Regions from separate parts of the Mus musculus genome. Here region 1 is linked to region 2. The links are chromatin contacts, called in public HiChIP or PLAC-seq maps. All regions are on one chromosome and are shown on one strand. The core of a region is the stretch at or near the end of the contact, and the rest is flanking DNA. Distances in the headings are between cores, read along the strand shown. Region 1 holds the start of D230025D16Rik (RIKEN cDNA D230025D16 gene). Region 2 holds the start of Bean1 (brain expressed, associated with Nedd4, 1).

Region 1 (4,480 bases), core at 134-2,633, 1.1 Mb before region 2:
AAATGTTAATCAGAAGTCAAACATCATTTGCTTTTCAACCACGCTCTTGATGCCTCATATGAGGTTGAATGGAACATGTTCATAGCAGATTAAATTTTGAGAAGTCTACAGGAACAGGCAGTCTAAGTTCTGAGAACCAAGAGCCCTTGATGAAACTGGCTTTTATAATGGGCAAGAAAGAGGCAGGCAGCCACCAAGCCCCAGCAATCTACCCAGCTAGGTAATTCCAATATGCTGTCTCTATAGACAGAGTCGTCTACATTCAAGGATAAGCCATAAACAAATGGAGCAGCTGACTCAGTCCAAGAGCTCCCAGTAGAGAGACAGAGGTTGAGGCCCACACAAACAAGCAGCAGGAACACCTTTTCCCAGCCCCTTCGCTTAGTGCTGCCACTAAGTAAACACACTGGAGTCACTAAATGCAAATACTCTTGTTCACATACGAAGGCCAACTCTCCCCAAGTGACCTAACTGATTTGTCTACCAAGCCAATGTGTAATTTCCACTTCACTCAATTTCAACTTTTAACTCTGGTATCTGGTATTGCGACACCACACGTTAAGAGTACATTTCAAAAGAGAAGAAAACAAGTCGAGAGTTCCTTTTAGAAAAGCAAGCTCATTCCCCCACCACCCCCATCTGATTGTGAGGCATGAGCTTAGGTTTCCCCCACTCCCCTAAAACCAGAGAGAGACAGATCAGAGACCAGAGTGTTGATTAGGTGTGCTACCTAGTTCTTAACTATTAGAGTCAGCAAAATGGGCATAATACTATCGATATTCAGACTTCAGGGAGTTGTATTAGAGATAAATTCAAAAGAGCAGGACCTTCCCACTCCACTAAGTATTTGGTGTGTACTGGCTATTACTATCATAGAGGTCCAAAGAAGGACCCTGCTGAGACATCGCTGATCCTATGACAGACGGGAGGAGCGGGATTCTAAAGCCCGGAGCCGAAAGACTAAAGGGTGAGAAAAGGCGAAGAACCGCGGGCGCAGGGGCATCTGGGGCAGGAACCAGAAGCGGAAGGGACTAGGGAGAATTAAGGGCCAGCCAACAGGATCCCAAAAGACCCCACACTCACCCAGAGTGAATTCCCATTGCTCGTTCCCCAGAGAGCGTTCAGGCACCACCTCCAGGTCCAGCATTGGGTCGGTTCGCTGGGCCGGGCGGCCTCCCTGCGGCAGCGCAGACAGGACCCGGCCTGAGGAGAGCACGCAGCTGCTGACTGGTCGCTCTCGCCAGCCCGCGGACGTCCGGCTCTCCACTCGGTTCCGGGCGGCGACGGCAGCACGAACACAACAACACACTTCACCTCCCTTCAACCTCCCGGGCAGCAGCCCCGGCAGGAGAGGCTGTAGCAACAGCAGCGCCCAGAGCAACTGCAGCAAAAGTGGCGTGCCGGGCCGTAAAGCGTGGCAAAGGCGGGGCTAAATCATGAAGGCGGGGCTTGAGGCGGAGTCGCGCACGCGCAAACTCTGGATCAGAGGCCAGACCCGCGCGGGTAGAGCTGGAGGGAAGAGCAGCTGCTTTAGAACTTAGGGGCCACATTCCAGAGGTCCTGAAACTGCACAGCGCACCATATATGCCTACGCAAGAAAAGGCACAAGGCGGGAAACATGTCACACAAAAATAAAGTCTTCCGTCTGCACACTTGTCCCACTAATCTGCACTAGGAACAAAACGGACAGGAAGGACCCAGTCCCAGAGACTCACGGCCCCGCGGACCATTATCAAGCTTGTCACGTACTGACGCTGGCTGCCACTGCCTAAATTGTTCAGAAACCTACTCTCCTTGGACCCAGTGGTCTCTGAGCAGGGTCCACCTCAGAGTCGAGGATGTATGAGTCCGTTGGCAAGGGTTAGAGCGAGAGGATTTGAGTTAGAAGGCTGAAGAGTTCCGGGCCAGGTCTCATTTCCAGAAATGCTCAACCTAGGGAATACTTTCTAAGCACAGAGGCTGCCTCCTGCAGCTCCGCCTGGAGTCACCATTGCTGCTTGCCAATGCTTTATGGTAGTGACTAAAGCTCTTAAGTGTTCTGTGCCTCCGTTTCCAGTGAGTAGAAGAGGGGCTCCTCTAGTTATTCAGCCAGAATTTTCGGCTTGCTTGCTCTAGGGCACCCTAAAATTAAAAGGCAGCTGAGGCCTCTTTTGATGACAAGACCTCACACCCTCAGTCTCATTTTATAGACGAATAAATGAGGCACAAGGAGGGTAAAGACTTTACCCAAGCTTCCTTGATCCTAGGCAGCAAAGCTCGATTCCCATTATGTTTCCTAAGGGTAGTATTTAGCAGGGAACTAAGTGACAGACTAAATACTCAAACTGGCTATAAAGAAGCCTAACAGTGGATACGTCACAAAATTTCAAGTCAGTGCTATGGGATTAAACAAAATAAAATAAAAATAGTAGAACGTCTTTGAGAAGCATTGCTGCACGCCAAAACAACTGGGTCACTGGGCTGTCTGTCCAGTGGGAAAGTGGCTGCAGAAACGCTGACGTGTGTAGCTAGCTATGTTTAGAGGCTGGGTGTGCTGATTTGTGCCTGCTTGGAATCCCAGCAGTTGGGAGTGAGGCAGTAAAGAAGTTCAAGGTTAGGCCAGCCTGGTCTACAAAGTGAGCTCAGGACAGCCAGGGCTATACAGAGAAACCCTGTCTCGAAAAACAAAAAACAAAAAACAAACAAACAAAAAAAGAAGTTCAAGGTCGGGCTGGAGAGATGGCTCAGCTGTTTAGAGAAGTCAGTGCTCTTCCAGAGGTCCTGAGTTCAATTCCCAGCAACGACATGGTGGCTCACAACCATCTGTAATGGGATCTGATGCCCTCTTCTGGGGTGTCTGAAGACAGCTGTGGTGTACCCATACACATAAAAACAAGCATAACTTAAAAAAAAAAACGTTCAAGGCCATGCTGGGCTACAAAATGAGTTCAAGGCCAACTTGAGATAAAGTAGACGCTGGCTCAAAACAAAACAAAAGAAGGTGGACCCTTCCCCCACCAACTTTCTAAATTGAATTCTAATGCAAAGCAGAGTAGGAATAGTTATATGCTAACAATAACCAAGCAAGCAAGCACCAAACACTAGCTTTTATTTATGAGGAGGGGAAAGGGTCTGGGTTCTGAATAGGGATGCGGTAGGCTGAGCGGAATCTCAGGAAAAGAAAGACAAAGTCCCAGGCTTCTAAATAGGAAGAAAAACGATTTTTAAAGTTTGGATAAGCCACAAAACTGGGAATAATATTGAAGCAACTCCTAGGAGACTCCCAGTTGGTGTAGTGTGTAGTGATTTCTGTGAATTCAGGATGTTATCTTTGCTTATTTAAATGTGACCCATTCAAATTTTGTCCTAAGTAAAAGAAGCTTTGAGCTGGGTATGGCGGTGCACTCCTTTAATCCCAGCACTCGGGAGGAAGAGGCAGGCAGATTTCTGAGTTTGAGGCCTGTCTGGTCTACAAAGTGAGTTCCAGGAAAGCCAGGTTATACAGAGAAACCCTGTCTCCATAAACAAAAACAAAACAAACAAACAAAACAAAATAAGAAGCTTTGAATAGCCGAAAAGCTATTGGCAGAAGCAACAGAAGCAAATTCCAGGCTAGCCTGATCTACATAGTGAGTTTCAGGAGATCCAAGGCTACCTAGAGATCCTGTCTCAAAACAAAAACAAAGTCATGAACAAACAAACAAACAAACAAACAAACAAACAAACAAACCACTCAATGAATATTAGCGAAGAAGCTTAATTCCAGAGGATGCCTTTAAATGACAATTTTCCTAAAATAAGGGATGTTCAAAAATATGAGAAAGTAATCAATGAAGACTGTGTTCAGGAAGATAAATAATCCTGGTATCCTACAAATTGGATTTTGAGGGCAGCCTCAGAGAACAGCAGCTAATTAATAGCAAAACAGATGGACTGATAAATCCCAGTTCTACCTTAGCTCCGTATCTTGGGCAAATTAGTTCATTTCTTCAGGCCTGTTATCTGTTTGTAAAACAACCATGCACCTACCTCACAGATCTGTTAGTGGGTCTGCGCGCTTTTGTGTCTGGCTTATATGAAAACATTTTTAAATGTAATTTACAAATTACTTGATGGAATTGACAGGAGTTACTGTGTGCACATAGGAGGAGAGGAAGAGGCGAGTCAACCCTGGGGCTGTAGAGATGACCTACGTTCAGTCCCCAGAACTCAAGCCCAGCACCTCGCAACCACTTGTAACTCCAGCTCCTCTCTCTCTCTCTCTCTCTCTCTCTCTCTCTCTCTCTCTCTCTCTCTCTCTCTCTCACACACACACACACACACACACACACACACACACACCCCTAAATCAGGTGGATGGCTGAGTCATTTAAGAAAGGAGCTGGAGGAGCACGCATTCTTTCTGGTAATAATCGTGCTAACTTGGAAAGCAAGCTATCGACGGGCTTAAAAGACAAAGAAATCTCCTCAGAAGAGCTTTCCAGTGATATGCCAGTTATAC
Region 2 (4,120 bases), core at 792-3,291:
AAGTCAACCCACAGCGAGCAATCCTCTCTTCACCTAATCCAGAGTAGATCGAAGTGTGTAAATTCCTTTGTACAGAGTATGAACGCAATGTAGGAGGTCTCAAGTCTGGGGTGGCAAGTGCCAGCCAAAGGCAAAAAAAAAAAAAAGGTAGAGTGTCCCCTTTAGTCAGTGAGCCTCTTGAACCTGGACAGCAGCATAGGAAAGGTTTGGGTGGGGCAGAAGATGTCAGCACGCGCCTGCGAAAAAGGGAGAGGCTAAAGGAAAGTCTTGTTTTGCAAGGAGATGTCAGGAGATTCACAGGGAACCAAAGGCCGACGCAGAGGGTGAGAAAGATGGGAGCACCATGTCGCCTCACATCAAGCTCTCTTTGCCTCAGGAAACACCTGTGGCCAAATGCAGTCAATGGATAGACGTGTGTCAGGTTCCGCAGAAGACTCGTCTAACGATCTTCCATACATTTTTAGGTGAAGGAAACTGAGGCTCAGAGAAGTCAAGTGTCTTGCCTAAGGTCACACAGCTGGGAAATCAGCTAAAAGAGTGTCTCATGGCTCCAAAGACCCTGCACAGTCTACTAAACAGAATCATGCATACGTTTCAAAGAGGGAAACTGAGTCACTCAGTGGTGAAGTCATCTAGTAAGCAGTCCTTATCACTGAGGAGAGTCTAGAGGGCCGTCTGTTGGCCCTCAGGTGCACTTGGACTCTTAGAGTTCCCCGATTCTCTAGTATGTCACTTGTGCTCGTCCCTTCCCAGGCTGGGTTTGGCTGCCCATGCTGGCACAGGGGTGGCTGAGAAACGTAGCCCAGGGTCGATACTACGCACCTGTCCCTAGACTACAGAGCCCGAAGGACAACCAGGAAAGGAGGAAGCGGGGGGGGGGGCAAGGGTGGGCATTGCCGAGCTTGGGAAGGGGAGAGTGGCAGGTACCACTTAGTGCTGCGTAGTCAGAGGAACTGCCACCTCGGATTCAGCTTCGGGTCCTTTGCAAGGGACTGCACAGGAAAGTCTTCCTTATGAAGGGAGAGGGTAGGTGGGGGGAGCGGCAAGGATGCTCTTTCTATCCTAGGTAAGACAAAATGAGGCATGGTCCAAGTGACTGGGCCGTTGAATTGTCAAACTTCCTGGCTTAAGGTGGTGGGAGAGGGTTCAGGCTCAAACTCTGTAAAACCCCAGTCCCTCTCCTCTCACCCCAGACAAGAGTGTGCCCTAGTATCTTTTCTTGAGTGGACTGGTCAGCGACCCTCCAAACCGAGGGCACAGGGCTGGGGACCCTGTCATGGGCTTGCATCCCGGGAGGATACTCGTCTGAGACTCAGGCAGACCTCGGATTCCTCGCGTTTCCCCGGGGATTCGCGGGTCCCGGTGACCCTCTCGGGTGTGGGGAGGATGCGGGATCAGGAACCGCAGGAGTCTCGGGCAAACCGCTCAGTTCCTCGCGCGCTGAGGTTCCGCTCGGGACCACGTCCCCCGCCGCCCAGCGCGTCCCCAGCTGCGTGCATAAGCAGCGGTACCCCCGTCTGCGGCCCTCCCCGCGCCCCGCGCCCCTTACTCGGCTTGGCTGCGGCGCTCCGCTCCGTGCGCCGCAGTGCCGGCTCCAGCTTCGGCTCCAGCTCCGGTCCCGCTCGGGCTCCGGCTCCCGCTCGGATGCCGTGGCGCTCCGGCTGGGCTGGGGCGTCCCAGCCGCTTCGCCTGGGCCTGCTGTGCGTGCAGGGGCGGGGCGCACCGGCGGGGCCGGGCAGAACGGACCCGCGCCCTCGATCCGCGGGCAAACAGCCGCCGGCGGTCTCCGGGGCCCTGCCCTGCCCTGCCCTGCCCTGCAGCAGGAACAGCAGCCCCGCCCGTCCCTCCGTCGCGGTCCCCGCGCCGCCGCTCGTTCCACCGTCACCCTCTTGGGCCCTCCTCGGCGGCGGCGCGGCTCCCCGGTCTCAGCTCGGTGGCGCCACGGCCCGGGTCATTGCTGAGATGGGGACGCGGAGGAGGTGGGAGCGGCGAGCCGCGCCCCTCTGCGCACAGCCAGCCCGACACCCACACAGCGTCGGGCAGCGGGCAGGCGGGCGGGCGGGGCAGGGCGGCGGGGAGGCCGAGGGATGTAGGGAGGCCGGCACACCAGGAGGACTTGTGAAGGGTGGACAGACAGACACGTGCAGAGAAGGGTGAACCAACCATATGTCAGAGATGGACAGCCAGAAAGGTTGGACAGAGGCAAGAGCTAAGGGCAGAAGGCAGGGTAGAGGCAGCAGAAGGGACACAGGCTGCTGCTGGCCTTTGGTTTGGGCAGAGGAGCCCGTCAAGGCCACTGGTTCCCAGCTGTTCGAATTCTCTTCACGTAGGCTTGACCAAGGCCTTCAATTTGAGCTATCAGCAGGCTTATTTTCTTCTTCCCTTGCCCACCTGATGCCCTCTGTCCTGGTGCTCAGTCTTGGCAGATGCAAGCCTACCTTGGAAGATGCCTGGCTCAGGGGAGGGACCTGGGCTCCAGCTCCTTCCCTGTATGCACCCCACTTTGCGGCCTCTGGCATGCCGCAGCCCATTCCTAGGCCTGTTATTATTACAAGGTCTCTGCTTATCGCACATTTAAATATGCTGGTGTGCTCTACAGTTACTGGTAGAATCACTTGGAACATTTACTCATCAGGGAGAGTCCCTCAGGGCTGATACATCTTAGTGAGACTGCAGGGGTCTGTCCAGGGTGACAGTTGGTAAATCTGACCAGGGAATCCATAAATTGAGTTGTTGCCAACCCTCTCCAAGCCCTTACTTTATTGATGAGGGAGCTGAGGTTTGAAGAAGGAAGGACACCTGAAACTCTGACGCCTGCCACTGGCTGGAAGGCAGTTCTTGAAAATAAAACATGATGACAAAGAGTTGAACATGTTGATGATAAAAACCTTGGGGAAGCAGAGGAGCCCTGGGGACCTTGTGGAAGAGACTTGAGCCAGCTGCAGGCGCCAACTGGGAGGTGGGGACAAAACAGCCTCCAGGAGAAAGCAGAAGGCTTTGTACCTCAGCTTTGCTAGGTGTGGAGAGTCAGGGTTAGAGCCCCTCCCAGCCTCTGTGGGCAACCGTTCATTTGGGACTCAGCATCCTTGACTGGCTTCCCTTCTGAACACATAGAGGGGTTGATCTCAGCTCACTGGGTCTGTTTTGGGGGTTGGGGGGGGGGAAGCTTGAGCCGTTTGAGCAGCGAGGTCAGAAAAGGCTTGGGTGGGCCCGTTGTCCAAACCCAGACATTTCATTTATTTTGTGGACAAACAAAAGACCAGGATAGGTCCAAACCAGGGAGCTAGGACTAGAGGCCACAGCTCTGCCCACTGCACCAAGACTGGCCATGACTCAATGAACAGACATCAGTTGATCCAGACAAATCTTCCAGCTGTTGAGTGGTCACTCTTTGGCAGGCCTGAGTGTCTATGTGTTTTAGGGGTGTGGGGTCATGGCTCACTTTGAGTGGGAAGACACAGCCCTAAAGAGTTCATTGCTCTATGCCCTTTTATCTGAGTATCTCTGGTCTGAGAAACCTGTGCCTCCGAACAAAAAGTGGGGGTGTGATGGTTTGTATATGCTTGGCCCAGGGAGTGGCCTTGTTGGAATAGGTGTGTCACTGTGGGCATGTTGATGATAAATCCTTGGGGAAGCAGAGGAGCGGTGGAAGCTTAAGTCCCTTGTCGTAGCTGCCTGGAAGTCAGTGTTCCACTAGCTACCTTCAGATGAAAATGTAGAACTCTCAGCTCAGCCTGCACCATGCCTCCCTGGATGCTGCCATGTTTCCACCTTTATGATAATGGACCGGACCTCTGAACCTGTGGGAAGCCACATGTGCCGTTGCTGAGTGGCACTGACTACTGCTGGCCACCACGCATAAGATTGGACAAACAACCAATGTGTACATATGCAGTAAAGTCTTTTGCAAAGACACTGCCTGGCCCAGGCATGATAATGAGGTTCTGTAAGGTACTGAGAGTATAACCAATCAGATGTGAGACATGCAAATGAGGTATGATAATGAGGTTCTATAAGGTACTGAGAGTATAACCAATCAGATGTGAGACATGCAAACCAGGCATGATAATGAGGTTCTGTAAGGTACTGAGAGTATAACCAATCAGATGAGGAACATGCA

The links. HiChIP or PLAC-seq counts read pairs in DNA pulled down with a chosen protein or histone mark.
Region 1: a contact with region 2 is called in an H3K27ac HiChIP or PLAC-seq map of microglia, with 10 times the contacts expected there. The contact joins the promoter of D230025D16Rik here to the promoter of Bean1 in region 2. A contact is called at or near these places in 1 of 39 promoter capture datasets (pre-B cells) and 1 of 115 datasets of contacts at active chromatin or transcription factors (microglia).

The regions. Positions count from the first base shown.
Region 1 is chr8:105,222,090-105,226,569 of GRCm38.p6, reverse strand. It overlaps D230025D16Rik (RIKEN cDNA D230025D16 gene), which reads right to left and starts at 1,383. Exons shown (of 16, transcript NM_145604.3): 1 at 1,084-1,383. The coding sequence starts at 1,147.
Region 2 is chr8:104,168,434-104,172,553 of GRCm38.p6, reverse strand. Bean1 (brain expressed, associated with Nedd4, 1) reads right to left here and starts at 2,041. Exons shown (of 5, transcript NM_001141924.1): 1 at 1,550-2,041.